Linked DNA regions of Mus musculus: region 2 is linked to region 1. Evidence: chromatin contacts called from public Hi-C data. All regions are on one chromosome and are shown on one strand. The core of a region is the stretch at or near the end of the contact, and the rest is flanking DNA. Distances in the headings are between cores, read along the strand shown. Region 1 holds the start of Fam169b (family with sequence similarity 169, member B). Region 2 holds the start of Chsy1 (chondroitin sulfate synthase 1).

Evidence for each region. A called contact is a pair of places that touch in the nucleus more often than the background predicts.
Region 2: a Hi-C map of B cells shows a contact between it and region 1, with 5 read pairs. The contact joins the promoter of Chsy1 here to the promoter of Fam169b in region 1. A contact is called at or near these places in 1 of 39 promoter capture datasets (pre-B cells), 1 of 484 Hi-C or Micro-C datasets (B cells), 1 of 115 datasets of contacts at active chromatin or transcription factors (double positive thymocytes) and 1 of 9 other capture datasets (liver).

What each region holds. Positions count from the first base shown.
Region 1 is chr7:68,272,750-68,277,292 of GRCm38.p6, reverse strand. Fam169b (family with sequence similarity 169, member B) reads right to left here and starts at 1,309. Exons shown (of 9, transcript NM_001374636.1): 1 at 1,252-1,309. The coding sequence starts at 1,282. It overlaps Gm16157 (predicted gene 16157), which reads left to right and starts at 699. Exons shown (of 4, transcript NR_040340.1): 1 at 699-776; 2 at 1,956-2,135.
Region 2 is chr7:66,108,237-66,112,888 of GRCm38.p6, reverse strand. It overlaps Chsy1 (chondroitin sulfate synthase 1), which reads right to left and starts at 3,397. Exons shown (of 3, transcript NM_001081163.2): 1 at 2,662-3,397. The coding sequence starts at 2,978.

The DNA of each region.
Region 1 (4,543 bases), core at 60-2,559:
GTCATCTGAGCCACCGGTGGCCATCAAAACCACAGCAAAGGTCGGAGCGCATACAGGGAAAAGCCATAAACTGTCTCAGGCCAACGATTCTTTTCCAGAAGATGAAATTACTATTCTTTTTTTCCCATCACATGGGCCTGGGAGGGGAAGCTCTCTGAAGCAAAGATGGGGAAGGACCTGCTCACTCTAGGGGAGGGGAAAGAGACCCACTAGTAGAGATGGGAGTGTAATGAGAGACTGCTGTGCTTAATAAACCCTAGGGGGCTTCTCCTGTTTTGTAGATGAGGAAGATCAAAAAAGCAAGACTTTTATTCCAGTCTTCCAGCGTGTAAACTGGAAACAGCACTCTTAACTTTCTAGAAAAAAAAAAAAGTGCACAAGACTAAAACAAAAGAGAAATAGCTCCCTTTCCAAAATTAAAGACGAGCCTTTTCTTAATCTCTAGATCAACTAAATCCTTACTAATCCATATAATTAGCTAGTGGCTACAATCTCTCCTTATCTCACGCACCTGAAAACAGGAGAAAAACAACTCAATTGCAACGTTTAAAGTAGGTCATAAGAGCGAGTGGCTACCTGCCAGCCTCAAATGCGCCCCTGCCATGATTGACTTTACTGTAGGTGGGCTGTGTGCAGTGTGACTATCCGTGCGACACAGCCAGCCACCTGTGACCAGGATGTCTAGCCAAAGGCCTGAAATGGCATCCCCTAAGACCTCAGAGGTGGCCGGCTCAAGAAAGTATCTTCAAATCCTGAAACTGGGCGGGAAGAGGCATGTGAGTTGTGTCCCTGGAGCCAGCAAAGAGGCTGGCCCAGAGCGTGGATTCCCGGGACACTTCTCTCGGTCCAGGCGCTTCCTGGGTCCTCCTTGCTGGAAAGTAGGAATGGGTTGCTGTTCGGACTTCTCTCTCACCTCGGAGCTCATTCCCCAGCCTGGCCAGCAAGCCCAGGTCCAAGGTCCCCAAGGCCGGTGTTGAGGGTTGTGGGGGAGGGGTGAGAAACAGAACCGGAGACCCGGGTGAGGACCCAGCCCAGAGCCATCTAAGACTATCAACTCTGGAGGTTCCTCCTCCAGCTCCCGCTAGCCTGGGACTTATATGAATCCGAGGAAGAGAGAGAGAAAGAGAGGAGAGGCCCTTAGCCTCGCACTGCACCCCAAGCTGTTGTGGCGACGGGTGTGCGGCACTCTGCCCGCTACCATTCGCGTCCTTCGCCCTCGATTGGCTACGTGGGGACCGCAGCACCCCTTACCTGTGACTCCGCGGACTGCCTCAGCCTCCATGCTCCGGTACGGAGTTTGCCACCTAGTAAGCCTCTACCTCCCCACCCCCTCCCCCCACCAGAGCCACCAACCTTTCTACCAAGAGTTCCCCAGGGGCTGCCCCGCCCTGCCACCTCCCCGGAGGCTTTCTCTTTCTCACTCCTTTGCCTCCTGCTGCGGGCGTTTATCTCTGCCCCCACTCCCCCAACACACACTACTGGACCACCTTTTGTTTTGTTTTGTTTTTTTTTTTTTAACCAAACCTTGACTCCGCAAAGTCTAATCTACAAAAAGAATGACTTTTGAGCCAATAGTGAGTTTGTTGCTGTTCTTGAACTACCATAAACACAGGCAAGCAGCCTCCTCCCCCGTGCCCCAAGCTTGTACTGACAGATTTTTCCACCACGCTCCCTTCTATGTGCAAAAACCATTTGCATTAACCCTTTTCAAAAACTTGGCTTGAGCCGGGCGTGGTGGCGCACGCCTTTAATCCCAGCACTTGGGAGGCAGAGGCAGGCGGATTTCTGAGTTCGAGGCCAGCCTGGTCTACAAAGTGAGTTCCAGGACAGCCAGGGCTACACAGAGAGACCCTGTCTCGAAAAAAAACCAAAAAAAAAAAAAAAAAAAAAAAAAGAACAAAAACTTGGCTTGGCTGAAAAATAGCAAATATGTAATAAACGCACATCTAACACAGGGCATCCAGGAATCTTTTCTGCCGGTTTCAGAGTCCCAACAGTCTCCTGGAAACTGTAATGTGCCTACGATTTACTAAAAAGCCAAGCAGGAGCTCATTTGACAAAGCAATATTCAAGGTCGACAATTCTTCTCCAGTATACACAGCTGTTTCAAAACGTTGCTTTGGGAGGATGCAGCGGTGAGTGATTTCAAATTTCACCTTTCACCCGACTCTGATGGAAACACACCGGATGTCCCAACTACTGGGGAGACCGAGGGAGGAAGAAGGCTTGAGCCCATTAGCTGGAGAACAATCTGGGATCCTGACAACTGGCCTTGGGGCAATGGTAACTGGGGACACAACACAATTCTGCGCTGTGTGTAGCAGGGAATTCTTTTCCACTCTGGTGAAGCCAGAATTTTTGACTTCAGTGCCAAAAAGAATGTCAGAGTAAGTCGTTGTGTCGAAGAGTCACAGTTTATTAGATTTTAAACATAGATTTAAGGTTAGTGGTAGAAAGATAGGTGTTAGGGGAAGGGGTGGAAATGAGACACATCCAGGTGTGCGTGGTCTTCTCAAGACAGCTTCCTAAAGTGTCTTTACAATATAGCCGTATTTGTAAGTGTCTTTCAGTAACTGATAGGTTATTTCTATCAATTAGTTAAATGAGCCAATTTAAACTGGATTAGGTTATGTTAAAGGCAGGTTTATTTGGAAGCTGCTGTATGAAGGGCAAGTTCACTGGCCCAAGGATCAAGGCCAGGAAAGTCGTCATTGGAAAAGGAGAGGGGGAGAGAAAGAGAGAAAGAGACTTGCACAGAGAGACGAAAGAAGGGATTTGAGAGACCAAAATGTCTGGATTATATAGGGAAGATCCTCTGGGGGGAGGGCAGCCCAGACCCTGGAGGTTGGGGGCAGGGTATACCAGGTAGGGAGTGAGGGATGCTGGGAGAACCTGGGGATGAGGTTGCTTTGATATGTAAAATATGTACCTCAATCCTTTGTCCCAGGTCTGAAACCAAACAGTAGCCACAAGTATCTTTACAATGTAGCCATCATATATATTTGTCTATGTATGTGTCTCTGATAATAATGTGTTTTACTCAAACTATTAGCATGTAGGTCAAAAGTTTATTAATCAATTCTAACCTTGCTTCTGATGTTTTTGATATTGCTCTGTTTTACATATGAACAAACAAACAAATGATGGAGAGGCTCTGGCCAGCCTCGGGAAGGCAAGCAGAGCTCTGGCAGGCCTTGACCTCCACCCCATTCCCTCTGCCTTGCTAAAAACCATTAGACTACATTTTAAAGCTAGCCACCAAGGTCCATACCCTAATTTAGCCACTTCCTCCTCTTGAAGCTGACTACCAAGGTCCAGCTATCAAAGTATTAAAATCCAGCAATCTAAAGCCCCCTTTGGCTCACCTAATTAACATGCACAACACAGGGGTCCCCTTTTACCTTTATAAACTGCCATGAGCTATCTGTCTCCTCTCTCTCAGGAGACAGTCCAGTGTCCCTCCAGGACAAATGTCCCTTCCCCTTCTCCCTCATCCTCTATCTCCTGTCTTTATCTCTTATTCCCTGCCCTTTGTCCCCTGAGGCAAATAAATCTCTTTGTGCTAAGAACTTGGTCTTGGACCTTCAGATAGTGTTTTACTGTTACAGCTCAGGCTGACTTTAAAAATCTCCATTCTCCTGCCCTCAGCCTCCCATGTACAGGGACCACAGCCATACACAATCTGCCAGACTAGACTGCTTAATACAACCAGCATTTACTCAAACATCAGTGCCCATTTCTTTGCATCATTAAATGGCCATAGTCTCCCCTTCCACTGTGTAGCAGTTTCCTCTCAAATTAAAACCTTCCATTTTTGAGAGAAACTTTTTGTTTTGTTTTGTTTGCCTTTTTGAGACATTTTCTCTGTGTAGCCCTAGCTAACCTGGAACTCACTCTGTAGACCAGCCTGGCCTCAAACTCAGAAATCCTCCTGCCTCTGCCTCCCAAGTGCTGGGTTTAAAGGCTTGTGCCACCACTGCTGGGCTGGAAACGTCTTAAAATCAAATGTTTACAGGGAAGGGAAACCAAATGAAAACAGATAAAATACTTCAGGGAAGATAGGAAGTAAACAACAAAGAATAGCTCCAGGAAATCCCAGAAATGGACAAGATTCACTAGCCCCCTCCCTCCGAAGAGAATATAAATAGTAAAGCCTGCTGGGGGTTAGCTTCAGATTGCCTGGAAAGAGTAGAGAACAGCTAAGTTGCCTGTAAAAAGGCTCAAACAATGGAGCCCCGCAGAAAGGCCACTCTTCAACCTGTCAGCTGCCTGCAGGCTGTACAGTGGGCTCCCAGTTTCCAGTTTTTGTGAGCTGTCACCGATGTTGGGGTGGGCTTTGGTGATGCAGCTGTCTTTATTTCTGCTCCTGTCAGGAATTCCTCACCCATAGTCCTCTAAGCAACCCCAATGAACTCATTGATTCCAAGTTGGCGTTTGCTAAGGGCTGTACTTTGTCTTTGTCCTTTGGTCTGTTGTCAGTTCCCAGTTCGGGGTGAGTAGAAGGTTGCTTATGTAACAGTCCTGAGAGAGATGGGTCCATGGG
Region 2 (4,652 bases), core at 2,148-4,647, 2.2 Mb after region 1:
CTGGGATTTGAACTCAGGACCTCCGGAAGAGCAGTCGGTGCTCTTAACTGCTGAGCCATCTCACCAGGCCCTGGGCCTTGAACTTCTAACCTGCCTGCCTCTATCTCTTGTGCCTGCCTCTATCTCTTGAACGCTGGGAGTTTCTCATATGATGAAGAATGAGCCAGGTGTGGTGGGTGGCACACAAACTCAGGCTCCACTTTTTATGCTACAAGATTCAAGAATCAAACTACATTAACACAGTACTGTACATGGAGCTCAGTGTGGACTTCTACGCCAGGCTGTAACCACCTCACCACCTCCCTCTCCCAACTCAGGCCTCCCTTGAATTTTCCCTAAGGCTAGCCAATCTAACTACAGGGCTGAGAGGCAGGGACCCTGAGCAGCAGGGAGTAGGTCTCATGTGCTCTGCTTTCTTCAGATCACAGATAAAGAGTAAGTCCCCACTGCCTAAAAGAAAACAATGAGAAAATCTTAACAATAAAGAAGAGACAGAAAGGATGACACACACTTAACTTGGCAAGATGAGGTTTGGGAAACCATGGTCAGCTATAAAACTAGTGTACACTATACATGTATACTTCTTGGTATCACAGGCACGATCCCTAGTGACTTGTGTATACTGATTTTATAAGAATAAAAATGTACGTGGAGGGGTGGTCATATCATCTATCTGAACAAACTACTCTGGCAATTGTCCCCAGAGTTATGATTTCATGTCATCTGTCACTAAACTGTAATTTCATGGATTTATTTTCAAAACCACAACACAATCTAGTGGCCTTTTCCTCAATTTAGCCTTATTGCTGAAAGGGCATTTATTTTATCTACAAGTATCTGTTGTGTGGCCGTGCAAATGTACCTCATGGCAGAGGTGTGACAGTCAAAAGGACAATTCCGGAGAGTCAGCTCTCTCCTACCCTGTGAGATCTTTCTGAGGACCAAACTCAGGTTGTCAGATTTCTTAACAATCATCTTTACCTTCTCAACCAAAGGAGGGAAGGGTCCTTTTCTCATTTTTTGTTTGTTTATTTGTTTGCTTAACTTTTTTTTTTTTTTTTGAGAGGGGTCTCAGTGTTAGTCATATCTGGCCTGGAATTCTATGTAGACCAGGCTGGCTTGGAAGTCACAGAGATCCACCTGCTTTGCCTCCCAAGTGCTGGGATTAAAGACTGGTGCCACCACATCTGGTCCTCAATTTTTTTTAAAAGATTTATTTATTTATTATATGTAAGTACACTGTAGTTGTCTTCAGACACTCCAGAAGAGGGCATCAGATCTCGTTACGGATGTTTGTGAGCCACCATGTGGTTGCTGGGATTTGAACTCCGGACCTTCGGAAGAGCAGTCGGGTGCTCTTACCCACTGAGCCATCTCACCAGCCCTGGTCCTCAATTTTTGACAAAGATATTAAGTCAAAGAACATCTGGAGAACTATAGCCTACTTGCTCTCAAACTACTCCGCTAGTCCACATACAGCCTGCCACCTGTGGCCTCTGGCCATTCAGAACTGTTCTTAGCACGACGCAGCCTCTGGACATTAGCAGCAGGAATGGTGGTCAAGCCTTTAAACGCTTTAACTGCTCTTTCCTCAATCCCTCACTTGAGTTAAAGAAAGAAGAGATCCAGCCATGCTTGTTTTCTTATACCGTCTGCTGCCTGAAAACTTAGACCAGAAACTGGATTCAAAAGCCAAGTTATAAAAGCACTGGTTAAAAAATGTAAAAACAAACATCAACTAGTATAGCCCTGCTCACAAAGCTCAGCCCCAGAACATCCGTGCTCTGAAACCATTCCTGCCACTGAGTCTCTGCCTGGAAGAACGCCAGACTTCACCCGTACAGTAAAGGTTTTTGTACTTCACACACACAAAAGTTTCCACGAGTCCCTTCCTTCACCTGGGTCTACCCCTCTTGTATTTCAGATTCACTTCAATGCAAATACAGTTCTAACCATGCCCTCCACTCTAAAACCATCTCCTTTTCTAAAGGCAGCTTTGGCTAATCCCTTTGTTAATCCTGAACATGATCGCTGCCACTTCTACTGACTCCTTTAGCCTACTAGGGCCCAGTTACTTCCTACCACGCATACGCCTTGGTGGCTGCGCTGGGGAACACCAGGCTGCAGTCTTACAATGACTAAATCGATCACACAAACTGTTTTTCCTCAAGGTTCTTTTTCTCTACTTAACAAACCAGAGTGTTGCTCAAAGGCAGAGTGGAAACGCTCACCAAAAGTGAGAATCTTAAAGTACAGTACGGAGGAGCCCTAGCCAGGTTAATTTAAGCGGGCTCTCCCTTCGAAATGACAAAGTGCCTATTTTAGAGACTCAAATTATAACTCTGCCTCCACTATCGCAGGTACAACATTGAATTTCGCCACCACCTTATGGGGGAGACTCGTTCCTTTTAACAAAGAAGTCTTGAACACAGAAAGCTTACGTGTCTCCCTGGAGATGAGGTTGAGAGGCACACACACTGAGGCCAGCGTACTCAATCCCAAAGCCTTGCCCTTGAGAGATGCTCACCATCCTAAGCCCTGCTGCCTTTGCGCTGAGCCGCTGGCAGCTACCAGAGAAGCCTCCGGGGAACCCGTAACGCCGCCCGCCCGCCAGCCAGGATGCCGGATGCAGGCGATGGCATCCACGAAAGGGGGGCTCACCTGTAGGCGGCCACGGCGCGGGTCTGCAGGTATTTCTGGGCTGTCATGACTCCCACGAAGAGAAAGTTCCTGTCGCGCGGGACGCCCTCCGCGGCCGAGCCCTGCGGCCAGAGCTGCGCCCCGCGCGCATCGCCGCGCGCCCCGCCGGGCTGCGACGCCTCCTGCCCTGGCCGGCATCCCTCGGGACTGGGGCGCCGCCGCGGGCCCACTCGCTTCAGCTCCGAGGCGCGGGGCAGGACGAGCCGCGAGGCCAGCACGAAGCCCAGCACGAGCCCGAGCAGCATGCTGAGCCAGGCGCGCCGGCCGCGCGCGGCCATGCCCGCGCCCCTCCGCCCGCCGGGCCGCTGTCCCGCTGTCCCCGCCGCAGGCTCCGCGCGCCCTCAGCCCACCGCCCCCGCCCGCGGAGGCCAGCCCGCCCTAGCGCCGCCAGGCCCGGCCCGGGCAGCGCCGCGGCCGCCGCGGGCCCGCCGCGCCCATCGCGGCTCCCGAGCCGCCCGCAGGCCCCGCGCCGGCGCTTTGTTCCGCGCGCCCGCCCGCACCGCCGCGGCCTGCGCCTTTAAGAGGGGACCATGCCCCGCGCGCGCGGCCGGCGACTCCGGCGCGAGGCGACAGCGGCTCCCGCGGCTCGCGTCCCCCGGCTGGCTCGGCTCGGCTCGCGCTGCGCCCGCCCTCTCGGTGCCCTGCGCCGCCTCTGCAGCTGCACATCCTCCGGCTTAGCGCGCCATTGCAAAGGAGCCCCTCACGTCACGCACCGCGCGTTAAGAAGCGGCCCGCCGGCGGCGTGCCGTGGCCCCTCTCGGGATCCGTCCGCGCCTCGTGATTGGCGCAAAAGTGAATGGGGGGCAGTTCACGTGGCCAAAGTTTAACCAAAAAAAAAAAAAAAAAAGCACCCGCCCCGCAGTCTGCGGCCAGGCAGGAGGGGCGTGGGATAGCATCGACGACAGCGGGGCGGGCGTCCCTCCAACCCCCACTGCCCGGTACCCGCGGCCACGCCCCCGTCGCCAGCATTGGGAGCCGGCGGTCCGGCACCGCACGTGGACTGAGTTGACCGGCTCCCCAGATGCCCCGAGAGCCGCCACGCCCTTCCCTCCCCGGGCCGACCTCCCGACTCGGTGGCCAGGACAGCGGGGTCCACACTGCAGCTTTGTACGCTGCAGGCGGGGCTGGAGCCACACACGGCCACAGTTCACCTAGGAACGCTAGGGGATTTGCGGGCTGGGGAGCGAAACGTGAATTCGCTAAGTAGCTAGGGCTGCCCTCGAACTCAGAGAATCTGAGATCTGTCTCTGCCTCTCGAGCGCTGGGCTTAAAGGCGAGCGGCACCAAGCCCGGCATATTAGTTTTTTAAATGGATATTGAAGAGATGGGTGGGTGAGTTACCACTAGATGATAAATACCTGTATTTAGTCCCAGTGAGCAGAGAGCTGGTTAGTACCCCCCTCACCTAAGTCTGTCAGTATTTTTAAGAGTAGATTTATAAAACGGATATGGATTGTGTACGTGGTGTGGGGGATGGGTTCTCGGGAGCCATACACCTAGTTTTTTGAAACAGGATCTCTTACTATTCTGGAGGTCTCCAAGTAAGTTAGGCTCGCTGAATGGATTTTTAAGTTGGATACCAGTTTCCCTATATTTGCTCTGTCTTAACTTTTATACGTTTTGTTAAAAACGAAAGCCCTTCAACTTGGGTGCCCACATGACAAATGTTTGTAAATACCAATTTTATTTCTTAGTCACCAATGTGTTAGGATTATAATCGCAAAGTAGCCACTTGGACCTGCTCTAATAGAGCCCAGGTGCTAGCTGAAGCTGCAGATCGTTTTGAACTCCAGATCCTCTTGCTTATGGAACTGGAGTCACCTGAATTCCAGGCCTGTGTGCTACCAGCCCTGGTGCCAGGGATCAGCCACTGGACCTCTGATACACTGGGCCAGTACTCTATCCTCTGAACTACGGTCCCAGAGCCTAAGAAGTTCTCATTTAATCAATCA